Linked DNA regions of Macaca mulatta: regions 1 and 3 are each linked to region 2. A link is a contact called in public Hi-C data. All regions are on one chromosome and are shown on one strand. The core of a region is the stretch at or near the end of the contact, and the rest is flanking DNA. Distances in the headings are between cores, read along the strand shown. Region 1 holds the start of KRI1 (KRI1 homolog). Region 2 holds the start of CDC37 (cell division cycle 37, HSP90 cochaperone). Region 3 holds the start of ICAM1 (intercellular adhesion molecule 1).

The links. Hi-C and Micro-C count contacts between places; a contact is called where the count stands out from the background.
Region 1: a Hi-C map of fetal cortex germinal zone shows a contact between it and region 2, with 4 times the contacts expected there. The contact joins the promoter of KRI1 here to the promoter of CDC37 in region 2. A contact is called at or near these places in 3 of 14 Hi-C or Micro-C datasets (fetal cortex germinal zone, fetal cortical plate and liver).
Region 3: a Hi-C map of fetal cortical plate shows a contact between it and region 2, with 2.5 times the contacts expected there. The contact joins the promoter of ICAM1 here to the promoter of CDC37 in region 2. A contact is called at or near these places in 4 of 14 Hi-C or Micro-C datasets (CD4 T cells, cortical neurons, fetal cortex germinal zone and 1 more).

The regions. Positions count from the first base shown.
Region 1 is chr19:11,285,719-11,289,403 of T2T-MMU8v2.0, reverse strand. It overlaps KRI1 (KRI1 homolog), which reads left to right and starts at 1,640. Exons shown (of 19, transcript XM_015122862.3): 1 at 1,640-1,752; 2 at 1,866-1,939; 3 at 2,620-2,725. The coding sequence starts at 1,641. It overlaps CDKN2D (cyclin dependent kinase inhibitor 2D), which reads left to right. Exons shown (of 2, transcript NM_001266521.1): 2 at 247-1,143. The coding sequence ends at 606.
Region 2 is chr19:11,130,818-11,134,869 of T2T-MMU8v2.0, reverse strand. It overlaps CDC37 (cell division cycle 37, HSP90 cochaperone), which reads left to right and starts at 2,292. Exons shown (of 8, transcript XM_077977429.1): 1 at 2,292-2,457. The coding sequence starts at 2,356. PDE4A (phosphodiesterase 4A) reads right to left here and starts at 1,096. Exons shown (of 17, transcript XM_028839945.2): 1 at 835-1,096. LOC144336665 (a long non-coding RNA gene) reads right to left here. Exons shown (of 3, transcript XR_013408923.1): 3 at 3,640-3,862. LOC144336672 (a long non-coding RNA gene) reads left to right here. Exons shown (of 2, transcript XR_013408930.1): 2 at 1-952.
Region 3 is chr19:10,990,044-10,993,780 of T2T-MMU8v2.0, reverse strand. It overlaps ICAM1 (intercellular adhesion molecule 1), which reads right to left and starts at 1,444. Exons shown (of 7, transcript NM_001047135.1): 1 at 1,378-1,444. The coding sequence starts at 1,444. LOC144336653 (a long non-coding RNA gene) reads left to right here and starts at 2,227. Exons shown (of 4, transcript XR_013408910.1): 1 at 2,227-2,494.

The sequences.
Region 1 (3,685 bases), core at 391-2,890, 160 kb before region 2:
TCAGCCTCCCGAGTAGCTGGGACTACAGGCGCCCGCCGCCTCGCCCGGCTAATTTTTTGCATTTTTAGTAGAGACGGGGTTTCACCGTGTTAGCCAGGATGGTCTCGATCTCCTGACCTCGTGATCCGCCCGCCTCGGCCTCCCAAAGTGCTGGGATTACAGGCGTGAGCCACCGCGCCCGGCCAGTAACCCCTTTTTTGGAAACCCCTCCCTTGAGGACCTCCTGATCCTCTGTCCCTCACACAGGTCATGATGTTTGGCAGCACCGCCATCGCCCTGGAGTTGCTGAAGCAAGGTGCCAGCCCCAATGTCCAGGACACCTCCGGCACCAGTCCAGTCCATGACGCAGCCCGCACTGGATTCCTGGACACCCTGAAGGTCCTAGTGGAGCACGGGGCTGATGTCAACGCGCCTGATGGCACCGGGGCACTTCCTATCCATCTGGCGGTGCAAGAGGGTCACACTGCTGTGGTCAGCTTTCTGGCGGCTGAATCTGATCTCCATCGCAGGGACGCCAGGGGTCTCACACCCCTGGAACTGGCACTGCAGAGAGGGGCTCAGGACCTCGTGGACATCCTGCAGGGGCACATGGTGGCCCCGCTGTGATCTGGGGTCACTCTATCCAGGAAGAGAACCCCGTGGGGTTATGTATCAGAAGAGAGGGGAAGAAACACTTTCTCTTCTTGTTTCTCCTGCCTGCTGCCGCAGTAGGGGAGGAGCACCAGTTTGTGGCTTATAGGTGTTGGTTTTTGGGGTGTGTGGGTATTTGGGGGACGTTTCTCATTTGTTTTTCTCACTCCTTTTGGTGTGTTGGACAGAGAAGGGCTCCTGCAGGCCACAGCCACCTAAACGGTTCAGTTTTTTCTGCGCCCCAGGCTGTTGGGGCCTCAGACAAGACCCAAGGGCAGAGCGTTTAAGAGTGAAATCACCTCCAGGGAGCGTAGAACCTGGTGACCTTGGCTGGCTGTGCTCAGAGACCTGAAGTGTGCACGTTGCTTCGGGCACAGGGGGTGGGGGGAGAGTCCCAAATCAGTAAGAAGGTAGAATGAGTTATTCATATTCTGTTGGAAGCTTGTTTTCCAGTCTCTTGTACAGCGTTTTAAAAGAAATGGATTCTATTTATTATGCTTTATTGGAAAAAAATGTTGTAATAATTTAATGTTTTTACCCATTAAATTAAGACTTGTGCATGATCACAGCGCGGGTGGCTTCAGATTTTTGAGTCTGGGATGGAGAGTTACACATCCCGGATGTTGATGGGGATGAGGACGGGGGTCGGGGATCGTGGATGCGGTGGGTGAGGGGAGAGAATAGTAATTCCCAGGGCGCCAGGGTGAGTGAGCTGGGTGGGGCAGCGGTTTTCGCTGTCGGAACGGAAGGGAAGCAGGAAACCGCGAGTGGAGAAAGGGCCCCCAGATGTCAGCTGGGTGCCCGGAGCACCGGGGGTGGGGCGGGTGGGCGGTGGCCGCGGCCTTCCCCGCAGGGGCGTAGCGGTGGGCGGTGACTGCGGTCATGAGGCGAAGGGGATCCCGGAAAAGCCAGGGGCGGGGTTAGGTGCGGTCCGCCTCTTTTGAAATTGGATGCGGGCGGGACCGAGGGCGGCCCCGCCCCGTCCAGGGCGTCCTCAATGCGCGTGCGCAATGGGCCACAGAGCCGCCATGCCGGAACCGCGCGGGTCGTCGCAGCTGCGGGTGAACACGGCGTTTGCCGCGCGGTACAACCGCTACCGGGAGCGCGAGGAACTGCAGCGGCGTGAGTCCGGGGCGCATGCGCGCGGGAGCCTGCTTGCGATGGGCGGTTGGGAAGTGGGGAGTCGAGCTGGTCCAGCCGGCTGACCTGGGGGGCATCCCGTCTGTGTCCCGCAGTGAAGGATCGCTACGGGGACCGGGACAGCGGCAGCGACTCCAGCTCTGAGTCGGACTCCAGCGACGAGCGCGTGGTGCGCGTCCGCGCCCCGTCCTGGACGTGCGGAGGCGTCCAAGCCCCCCCACTGCACTCCGACCCCGATGTAGACAGGGGGGCAACCCCCGACCCCAGAGCGCCCTGCGGGAGCGTCCATCCCCCGTTCCCCATCCCATGAGGGACAGACAGCGCCCTCCCTCTCCCTAGGAGAGCCAAATCCCCCTTATTTTCTCCCCCCTGCTAACATCCACCTGCCCACTCTGATGTGTGGGGCGACTCTGTCCCCTAGGAACCCCCCTTTCCCCTTTCATCCTCGAGTCTAGCCATTTTTTAGTGTACTCCTTGCGCCACGTGGGGTGCCCAACTTCTCACATCAGCCCTGATCTTGGCCCCACTGTACGGCCTGGCCCAGCCCCTCCCCACTGTCTCCCTTGTGCCCTCGGCCCACCTGCCCCTTGTCAAGTCCTTGTCTTCCCCAGGAATTACCTTCTCCTTGCCCCCATCTTTCTCTACCCATATCCTGTATCTACCTGTGGCCTGCCCCTGCCCACCCCAAGAGGTCCCCTCTCTCTCCTGCTGTTTGACCGCTTTCCTCTCTTCCCCAGCCAGATCCCCGCTCCCTCCATCCTAATCCCTACTGCTGAGCTCACTTGGCTGGTGCCAGGGCTCTTATTACCCCCCTTCTGAAACCTATCCCCAACCCTTTTCCCGTCCTAGGAATTTGACCCCCAGCAGGAGCGGGACTTTTACAAAACGCTCTCCTTGTTGAAGAAGAAGGACCCCCGCATTTATCAGAAAGATGCCACCTTCTATAACAGAACAGGTCCGGGGCCACTCCTGTCTAAGCCTCTCCTTCCTCAGGAACAGAATGCGGGGTCCTTTCCTGAATGGATTCAGAGAAGTGACTTGACTTCTCTGAGCCTCCTTTCCTGTCTGTAAAGTGTATCTAACGGTAGCATCGCCCCTCAGGGCTGTTTTAAGGATAGATTGGGACTTGCCCAGTTTACACAATTCATCTGTTTTGACTGTTGAATGAATTGCTTCACAAGTCACAAGTCCTTAGCAGAGCCTAGGTTATTACCTGGTGGTGGGGTTAATGACTTTGTCCTTGGCACTGTTCAATTTGGGAATTGCTGACTGAATGATTTCAACTCCACCAGGCTGGGCAGGTGGTTCAAGCATCTAATCCTGGCACTTTGGGAGGCTGAGGTGGGAGGGTCAGTTGAGGCCAGGAATTTGAGACCAGTTTGGGTGACATAGCGAGACCCCATCTCTTTTTTTATTTTTTTGAAACGGAGTTTCACTCTTGTTGCCCAGGCTGGGCTGCAAAGGCGCAATCTCAGCTCACTGCAACCTCCGCCTCCCAGGTTCAAGCAATTCTCCTGCCTCAGCCTCCTGAGTAGCTAGGATTACAGGCATGTGCCACCATGCCCAGCTAATTTTGTGTTTTTAGTAGAGACAGGGTTTCTCCATGTTGGCCAGGCTGATCTCGAACTCCCGACCTTAGGTGATCCGCCCACCTCAAAGTGGGAGTGATAACAAGCGTGTGATTACAAGTGCTGTGATTACAAGCGTGAGCCACTGTGCCCAGCTTTTTTTTTTTTTTTTTTTTTTGAGACAGAGTTTTGCTCTTGTTGCCCAAGCTGGAGTGCAATGGCACGATCTGGGCTCACTGCAACTTCTGCCTCCCGGGTTCAAGCGATTCTCTTGCCTCAGCCTCCTGAGTAGCTGGGATTATGGGTGCATGCCACCATGCCCAGCTACTTTTTTGTATTTTTAGTAG
Region 2 (4,052 bases), core at 1,043-3,542:
CGTGGGGATCTGTATGTTTATACAGGGATCCTGCTCCCTCACTAGCCGGGAGCAGGGCCCCCTGCTGGGTTGGTTGGTTGCTGCTGCCCCAAAGCCTGGTCACAGTGCCCAGCACATAGTAAGTAGACACTTGGTAAAGAGATGTAAAATGAGCTAATAAACAAAACGATGGCGCAAAAGCAGGCTCTGCGAGCACGATTTCGCGGAATCCTAGGTGTGTGTCGTTACCCACTTTGCAGAGGAGGAAATTGAGACTCAGGAAGGCAAAGCCCCATCGCAGCTCAGTGCTATGTGGTTATGGGATGTAGCAGAAGAAGCAAGGGTAGCCCCAAAAAACGTTCCCAATTCCCGCAACCCCCCCCCATCCACATCACAGGCAGGAGACACATAGCAGGGTTTGCACCGATGGGGGGTGGGGTAGGGACCGGGGACAGAGCGACAGTGCAAAGCAACTTAGGGGTCTCTCTCCTCAGTCCCCAGGGCTGGAGGTGCTGTGCTGGCAGATTAGGAAATGCTCGGCGTTGATGGGGAAGCTTCCGGCGCCCTATCCCCGGTTCTGGAAGCTGAGGCTCCGGGAACGCTGTTTTGCTGAAGCTGGGCAGCTCCAGTCTCCAGAGCCAGGAAGAGACCCCCGCGCCGATCCGGGAATCCCTGACATCTCGGATTCTCTCCCAACACCCCCATGCTGCTGACCGGGCCGAAGCCCTGAAGGGCATACGGTGGGGGTGGGGGTATGGCTTTCTTGGGGAGCCGGGGAACTCCCTACAGTCCTGGCCCCCTCCCACCATGGCACCGGGTCCCCCTCCCCACCGCAGCTCGCAGCCCCAAGCTTACCTTGCGGGGGGGCTGGGGAGGGGATGCCCCGCCCTCTCTGGCCTGGGGGGCGGGAGGGGACGGGGGTGTCCAGACCCTTTGTTTGCTGGTGTGTGTGTATGTGTGTGTGCGATTGTGAGAGCCGCCGGGGTGTGGGTCCGTGCGCGCGCGTGCCCGGGCCGTGACAGCCACTGATGTGCTGGACTGCCAGGGTAGAGGTGAAGAGGGAGGGGGAGGAGATGGGGACTCCTCCGCCCCTGGCCGCCCACTCGCGGGTTTGAATGAAGCGCGAGGGGGAGGGGCGGCAGCGGGAGGGCGTTTTTGTCCGATGGCCCCTCCCCCTCCATGCACTGGGGAATTCCCCCCATCTGGAGACTTTCGCTCGCTCTCTCCGGGCACCGCCTGCGACGTCGGCTCCAGGGGAGACTGGGAAGAGGCGCCCCTCACCCGAGTGGCTGGAGCTCCTCCTATCCAGCCTGACCCCCGATGGAGCACCCTTTAATCTAAAATAATCCTGGCCCGAGACTGCAACGCGGCCTATTATCCTGGTATAAAAGCGCGGATTGGGATGCGTGGAAGTGTGAGGCCAGGGCCCTGCATGCTTAGAGTAATGGAGTCCTTAGAGCCCCGGCGGAGGAAGGGTACCCCCAGACAAACGGGGAGGGACTATGCGTGACCCCAGACTGTGACGAAAAGGAAAGCCCCCTTCCACCCCTCCAAGATTCCCCCACCAAGCGCGGGACCAGGAATACGCGCCGTAGGCTAGACTCTAGCGACACCCAGCGGTCACGCGGGGTGGGGCGCCGAGACCCGTTATGGGGGGTCCGGGTGATTCCAAAGTGTGTGTGTGTGTGTGTGTGTGTGTGTGTATGTGCGCGCGCGCGAGTCCTTGCTGCTAATGGCCGGAGCTGGAGGACGAGGAGAAGGCTCCCAAGGCAGAGCCACAATCTCCCCTCTATGTTTAACCCCTCAAGGGGAGGGCCATACCACCCTCGATTTAGACACCCCCAGGGCAGGTCCAGTCCTCCTCGGGCTGAGAAAGTCCCAGGAGTCGTCAGGCGCCCCTCTCCAGAGCAGGCTTAGGTCCCCGTTTACGAAGGGCAGGGGGAGGGCCTTCCCGCCGTGTCCGTACCCCTTGCAGACGTCACTGCGGCGTAGCTGAGGGGACAGTCCTCTTAGTCTCATCAACCGTCCTCTCCCTGCCACCCCAAACGCCCACCGTGGAGAGGCGGGAGATGAGGGGGGCTAGGAGTTGAAGTGCCCACTCGTATGCCCCCAGGAGACCTAGCGGAGCCCCTGCGCCCGATAAGGTGGAGTCTCTGCGGGAACTCCAGGGGACTGGAACGCTTGCGCAAGGCCCTTTAAGGCAGAATGGGTAGCCAGTGCCGCTGCCGCGGTTACTAGGGATGTGACGTCAGGCATGGGCGGGGTTTCCCCCGCACTCGGGCGGAAGCGGAAGGGGCGGGGCTCCGCGCACCAAGTCTCCAGCGCCGCCGCCGTCGCCGCCAACCGAGCCGTAGCGGGCTGGGCCGCCAAGGCAAGATGGTGGACTACAGCGTGTGGGACCACATTGAGGTGTCTGATGATGAAGACGAGACGCACCCCAACATCGACACGGCCAGCCTCTTCCGCTGGCGGCATCAGGTAAGGCGCGCGCGCCCATCCCTTTCCCCACTCCCGGACCCCGCTCCAGAGTTGTGGTCCCCGATACTGCCTAGGGACCCCACTGTTCACACCTAGGATTCTCACCCCCTCAGTCTGGACTTTCAGGAGCCTCGATTCAACTCCAGGACCCCAGTACCACTGGTACCCTGAGTCCTTGCTCGGGATCTCCCCCCAACCCCCTGCTCCGATTTTTGCGTGGGATTCCCTATTCACCCCCTAGAACTTCTTCAGTCTGGACTCCCTTAGACGAGTCTCCCTAATTCTGTTCGGAGTTAACATTTACACCCAGAACTCTGCCTCAAAGTTTGGTCCCCAAATTCTTCTAGATGATCCCTCATCCTATTCGGGTATCCACTCCCTATCTGGGATCTCACGTCGCCCTCCCCCACCTCCGTAGTCTGGACCCCCAATACTTTGGTCTGTCCTGGGATCTACTTTCCGGGATCTTGATCCGGGGTTCCCATTCAGATCCGGAGTCGCCACTCCTTTTCTAAACGGTACAAGGAACTCTGTGCTACTCTGATATTCCTGTCCCTGCCCACACCCGGGACCCCCTTCCTAGAGTGTAGAGCCGTCCCCCTTCAGGATCCTTAGTCTCACCGAGGACTTCGGTTGTGGAACCTGGTTCCCCTCTGGATCTAACTACCAGCTCCACCCCGACAGAGCCTCACATTCCAGCCTCTCCTTTGGCCTCGGGTAGACCCATTTCCCATTAGACCAGGAAATCCTGCCCACGTGGCTTCCGGCCCAGCCAGAGCCCCTGCCCCTACTTGGTATTGCAGACCCTGTCACCACCCACCTCCCAGACTGGCTTCCTGTATGAGCCTTGGCCAGCATTGGAAACTCCCCTAACTCAAGCCCAGGACCCCAAACCCACCCCACCTTGTATCCCCAACCTGATCGCTACTCTGTGACCCAAATTGTCCCTGCTCTTTTCCAGGGACTCCTGGTCTGATTCTAAATTCACTACCCCTTCTTCTATCGGACCACAACAGAACCCCCAAATCCAGACCCCAGAATCCCAAGTCTGAGTGATCCATGTCCTACCACCCCCTCAGTGCTCACAAGCCAATGGGGTGACTAAGACTTAAAGGTTTAACCTCCTGCTACCCCAAATCACATATCAGTGTCTGTTGTACTCTTTTTTTTTTTGAGATGGAGTTTCCTTCTTGTCGCCCAGGCTGGAGTTCAGTGGCACAATCTTGGCTCACTGCAACCTCTGCTTCCCGGGTTCAAGCAATTCTCCTGCCTCAGCCTCCTGAATAGCTGGGATTACAGGCATGCGGCACCACGCCTGGCTAGTTTTGTACCTTTAGTAGAGACGGGGGTTTCTCCATGTTGGTCAGGCTGGTCTCGAACTCCTGACCTCAGGCGATCCACCCACCTCGGCCTCCCAGAGTGCTGGGATTACAGGCGTGAGCCACTGCACCCAGCCATGTTGTACTCTTAAACTAAGGGCATATACCTTTCAGAACCTTCTAGTGAGGATCTCTTACCCCACCCTCTCATAGGACAACTCCCCATCATTTATCCAAGAAACAACTAGAAGTTCCCTTCCCCATCATTTTGGAATA
Region 3 (3,737 bases), core at 195-2,694, 140 kb after region 2:
AGGTGACAGAGTGAGACTCCGTCTCAAAAAAAGGAAGGAAGGAAGGAAAGAAGGAAGGGAGGGAGGGAGGGAGGGATGGAGGGAGGGCAGGCGGCAGGGCAGGCCTATTTGTATTAGGTCCCTCAGATTCTGCTGCCTCCGAAGGTGGGAAAAAATGTCTGAGCCCAGCACTGCCCCACTTCAAAGATTCTTGTCTCGGATTTGTTCTATCTTGGATGGGGGTGTGAGAACATTGACTCCATATATTTTCCAAGGGAGATTCTGGGACCATTCCCATTTCATAAAGGGAAATGGTTACTCAGTTAGAAAGCAGTGTGATCTGGGTCTGAGTCTGGATCAGAACGCTTTGTTTTTTGAGACCAAATCTCTCTATGTCTCCCAGGCTGGAGTGCAGTGGCACCATCTCAGCTCACTGCAACCTCCGCCTCCTGGGTTTAAGGGATTTTCCTGCCTCAGCTTCCCGAGTAGCTGGGATCACGGGTGCCCACCGCCATGCCAGCTAATTTTTGTATTTTTAGTAGAGACGGGCTTTAGTAGAGACCATGTTGGCCAGGCTGGTCTCCAACTCCTGACCTTAAGTGATTCACCAGTCTGGGCCTCCTAAAGTGTCAGGATTACAGGCATGAACCACCACGCTGGCCTGGATCTGAGGCTTTGTTGAGCTGTTAACCAAGCTGTCAATCTCCCACCTTCCTGGTTCCCCAAACTTACACCACCCGGAAAGATCCTCTGACCCCTTCCCTCTGTCCTAGCTAGGCTGGAGCTGGGGGAGGGTGTGCTGGCGCCTCCCACTTCTCAGCCTTGGGCCACGGATAAGTCAGCTCTGGAATTCCCCTGAGTAGAAGCAGCCCTGGACTTCCCCAGGGGCAGAGAGGATGAGGAACAGAATATACATCTTGAAGTGGGTGGGGGTCCCTTAAGCCTTGTTGGGTTGGCACACAGCCAAGTTCCCAAACCATCATGATTGAGTCCTGGGGCCAGGTGCTGTGCTGGGCCAAGATACCCTGCCAGGTGGCTGCTATGACGTTTCCCGTTTTACAGCTGAGAAACTGAAGTTTAAGAGGCCCAATCTAGCCAAGCAAGGCGGTGGCTCACACAAGAGCCCAGGAGTTCAAGACCGGCCTGGGCAACAAAATGAGGTCTGCCCCTCCCCTCCATCTCCAACCCCCTTTTTCAAAGCTGCAATGTATAGCCCGAGGCCACACGTGGAGGTGATGCAGGGTCTGGATTCGAACCCACTGACTGTTGCCTTTCAATCGCTGTCTCTAGCCCACCTTCCCATAAACAGCTACCTAAGTATGCATGACCTGACCTGGGAACCGGTCCTCCCGGAGTTTTGCGGAGCTGGCCCGATGGCAATCCCCACCCCTGACTCACCTAGGAGCAGAGCCCCGAGCAGGACCACGAGTATGGGCAGCGCGGGCTGGGGGCCGCTGGGAGCCATAGCGAGGCCGAGGTTGCAGCTCTGAGTAGCAGAGGAGCTCAGCGTCGAGTGGGACGCAGTGGGGCGCGAGGTCCTTTATAGAGCTAGCCACCTGGGGGCTAAGGGGCGGTGCTGCTTTCCCGGAAACCTCGCGCCTTCCCCTCCGGAACAAATGCTGCTGTATTTCCGGACTGAGAGGGTGCCAGGGCCGAGCAGGGTCGTCCTCCCTCTCTGGCCGCTGCAGCTCCGGAATTTCCGAGCTAAAGCAATCGGGCGGCGGTGGCGGGGCGATGACCCCGGGGGCTGCTCCCGGTCCACACGCCTCCCGTTCCCCGGCCAGGCTAAGCTTGAATCACGGTCTACACCGCGCTAAGCGGTTTATTAAGTACTGTTAAATACTGCCAACTACCCCGGAGAGTGGGGACTGTTACTGTGTCCATTTCACAAAGCAGTAAACTGAGACTCCAGGCTGCGAAGGGATCCGAACTCAAGTCCTCTCTCTCCAGTTTACGCAGGCCTCTTTAATCGAGTGGATGAGCCCCTTGCCTGGGTGGGGGACCAGGAATCCTCCCCGGGCTCCCTCCACTGAGGGGTGCCCCTCCCCCTAGGGTCACGTCCCCACCCAGCTAACACGGGCATTTCTCAAGAAGCGGCCAGAGCAGAGCCAGGCACCTCCCGGCTAACGCGAACCGTGGGAGTGACGATGCGCGGTCTCACCACGTCCGGGGAAATCGGTGTCCTCCCTCTACACCCGTGGGCACTCACACCCCCGCGGCCTCCTCGCTTCCCCTTTCGGCCTTGGCCGCGGGAGGGTCTTTACAGCTCCCAGAAAAAGGAAGGAAGCTGCGTGATCCCCACGCGCCGAGCCCTTCCGCTGGCGTCCCAGGCTCCGCGGGGAAACTGAGGCGGCTAGCTTGGATCTTGACGAGGGAGGAGAGGGGGGCGCTCGAAACCCCTACCTGTCGCTGGGAAACTGAGGCTGCAGCCCCCAGGCGCCGAGGCGAGGCAGGGAGAAGGGGCGCTCGAACCCCTTCCTGCAGCTGGGAAACAAGGCAGCCCCCAGGCTCCGAGGTGAGGCAGGGAGAGGGGGTGCTCGAACCCTTGCCCTCCGCGCGAGGCTCCCGCAACCCAGGCGCGTGCATTAAATATGAGTGGGTGTTTGCTTGGCCACCGCCTGTGCGTGTGACCCCAAGACTCGACATCCACCACGTCGAGGCTGGGGACTCTGAAGTCTCCAAGCGCCAAGCCGCGCCGCCTAAGGCTTTCCTGTTGTGGGGCGCGCGCGGCGTCGCCGTGGAGATCTCAGAGGGGCCAGGGAGGTCGCGCAGCAGAAAGGGAAGCGAAGGGGCCTGGGACGCGCAGGCCCTTCCTATCGGGGAAGGGGGCTGCGAGTCACTGGCCATCCAGAGACGCATATTTTCCCCGCCTCGGTCATTCCCAAGGAATTTCCACGGGGTTATTTTTTTCTTGGGGGGCTGAGGGGTACTGAATTCCCGCCCCGGAACGGCCTGAGCAAAGTCACAGAGTGGGACTGGGGACGTCCCTGGTCCTCAGACGGCCTGGGAAAATCCTGCGCCACGGGTTCTTCCTCGGGCGGGTTCTACGGACTCGCGCCCCAGCCCGAGGTGCGCGGGCGGCGAGCTCCCCCGCGCGGTCCAAGTCCCACTTGCAGCCACAATGGCGCCGTTCTTTTCTCAACATGTGGCTCAATGTTTATTAAGCGCCTACTGTGTGCTTGGCATCCTTTCAGGTACTGGGGACGCAAGAATGAACAGAGTCAGACAAAAATCCAGCTGGGCGCGGTGGCTCCCGTCTGTAATCCCAGCCTTTTGGGAGGCCGAGATGGGAGGATCCCTTGAGCCCAGGAGTTCAAGACCAGCCTGGGCAACATAGGGAGACCCCGTCTTTACACAAATACAAAAATTAGCTGAGTGTGGTGGTGCATCCCTGTAATTCCACCTACTTGGGAGGCTGAGGCAGGAGAATCTCTTGAACCCGGCAGGCGGAGGTTGCAGTGAGCCAAGATCCATGCACTGCACTCCAGCCTGTGTGACAGAGTGAGACTCTGCCTCAAAAAAAAAAAAAAAAAAAGGAACATCCAGGAGACAAGCGTGGCTGGAGCAGGCTTAGCAAAGGAAGAGACTGGAGGGGAGGAGCAGGCAGGGAGATGACAGGGCAGATAAGTGAAAGTGCCTGTCACCTGGGGAGGACTTTGTTGTTTTGTCTGTTTGTGAACCCCAGTCTCATTCTGTCACCCGGGCTGGAGTGCAGTGGCGTGATCTCGGCTCACTGCAACCTCTGCCTCTCAGGTTCA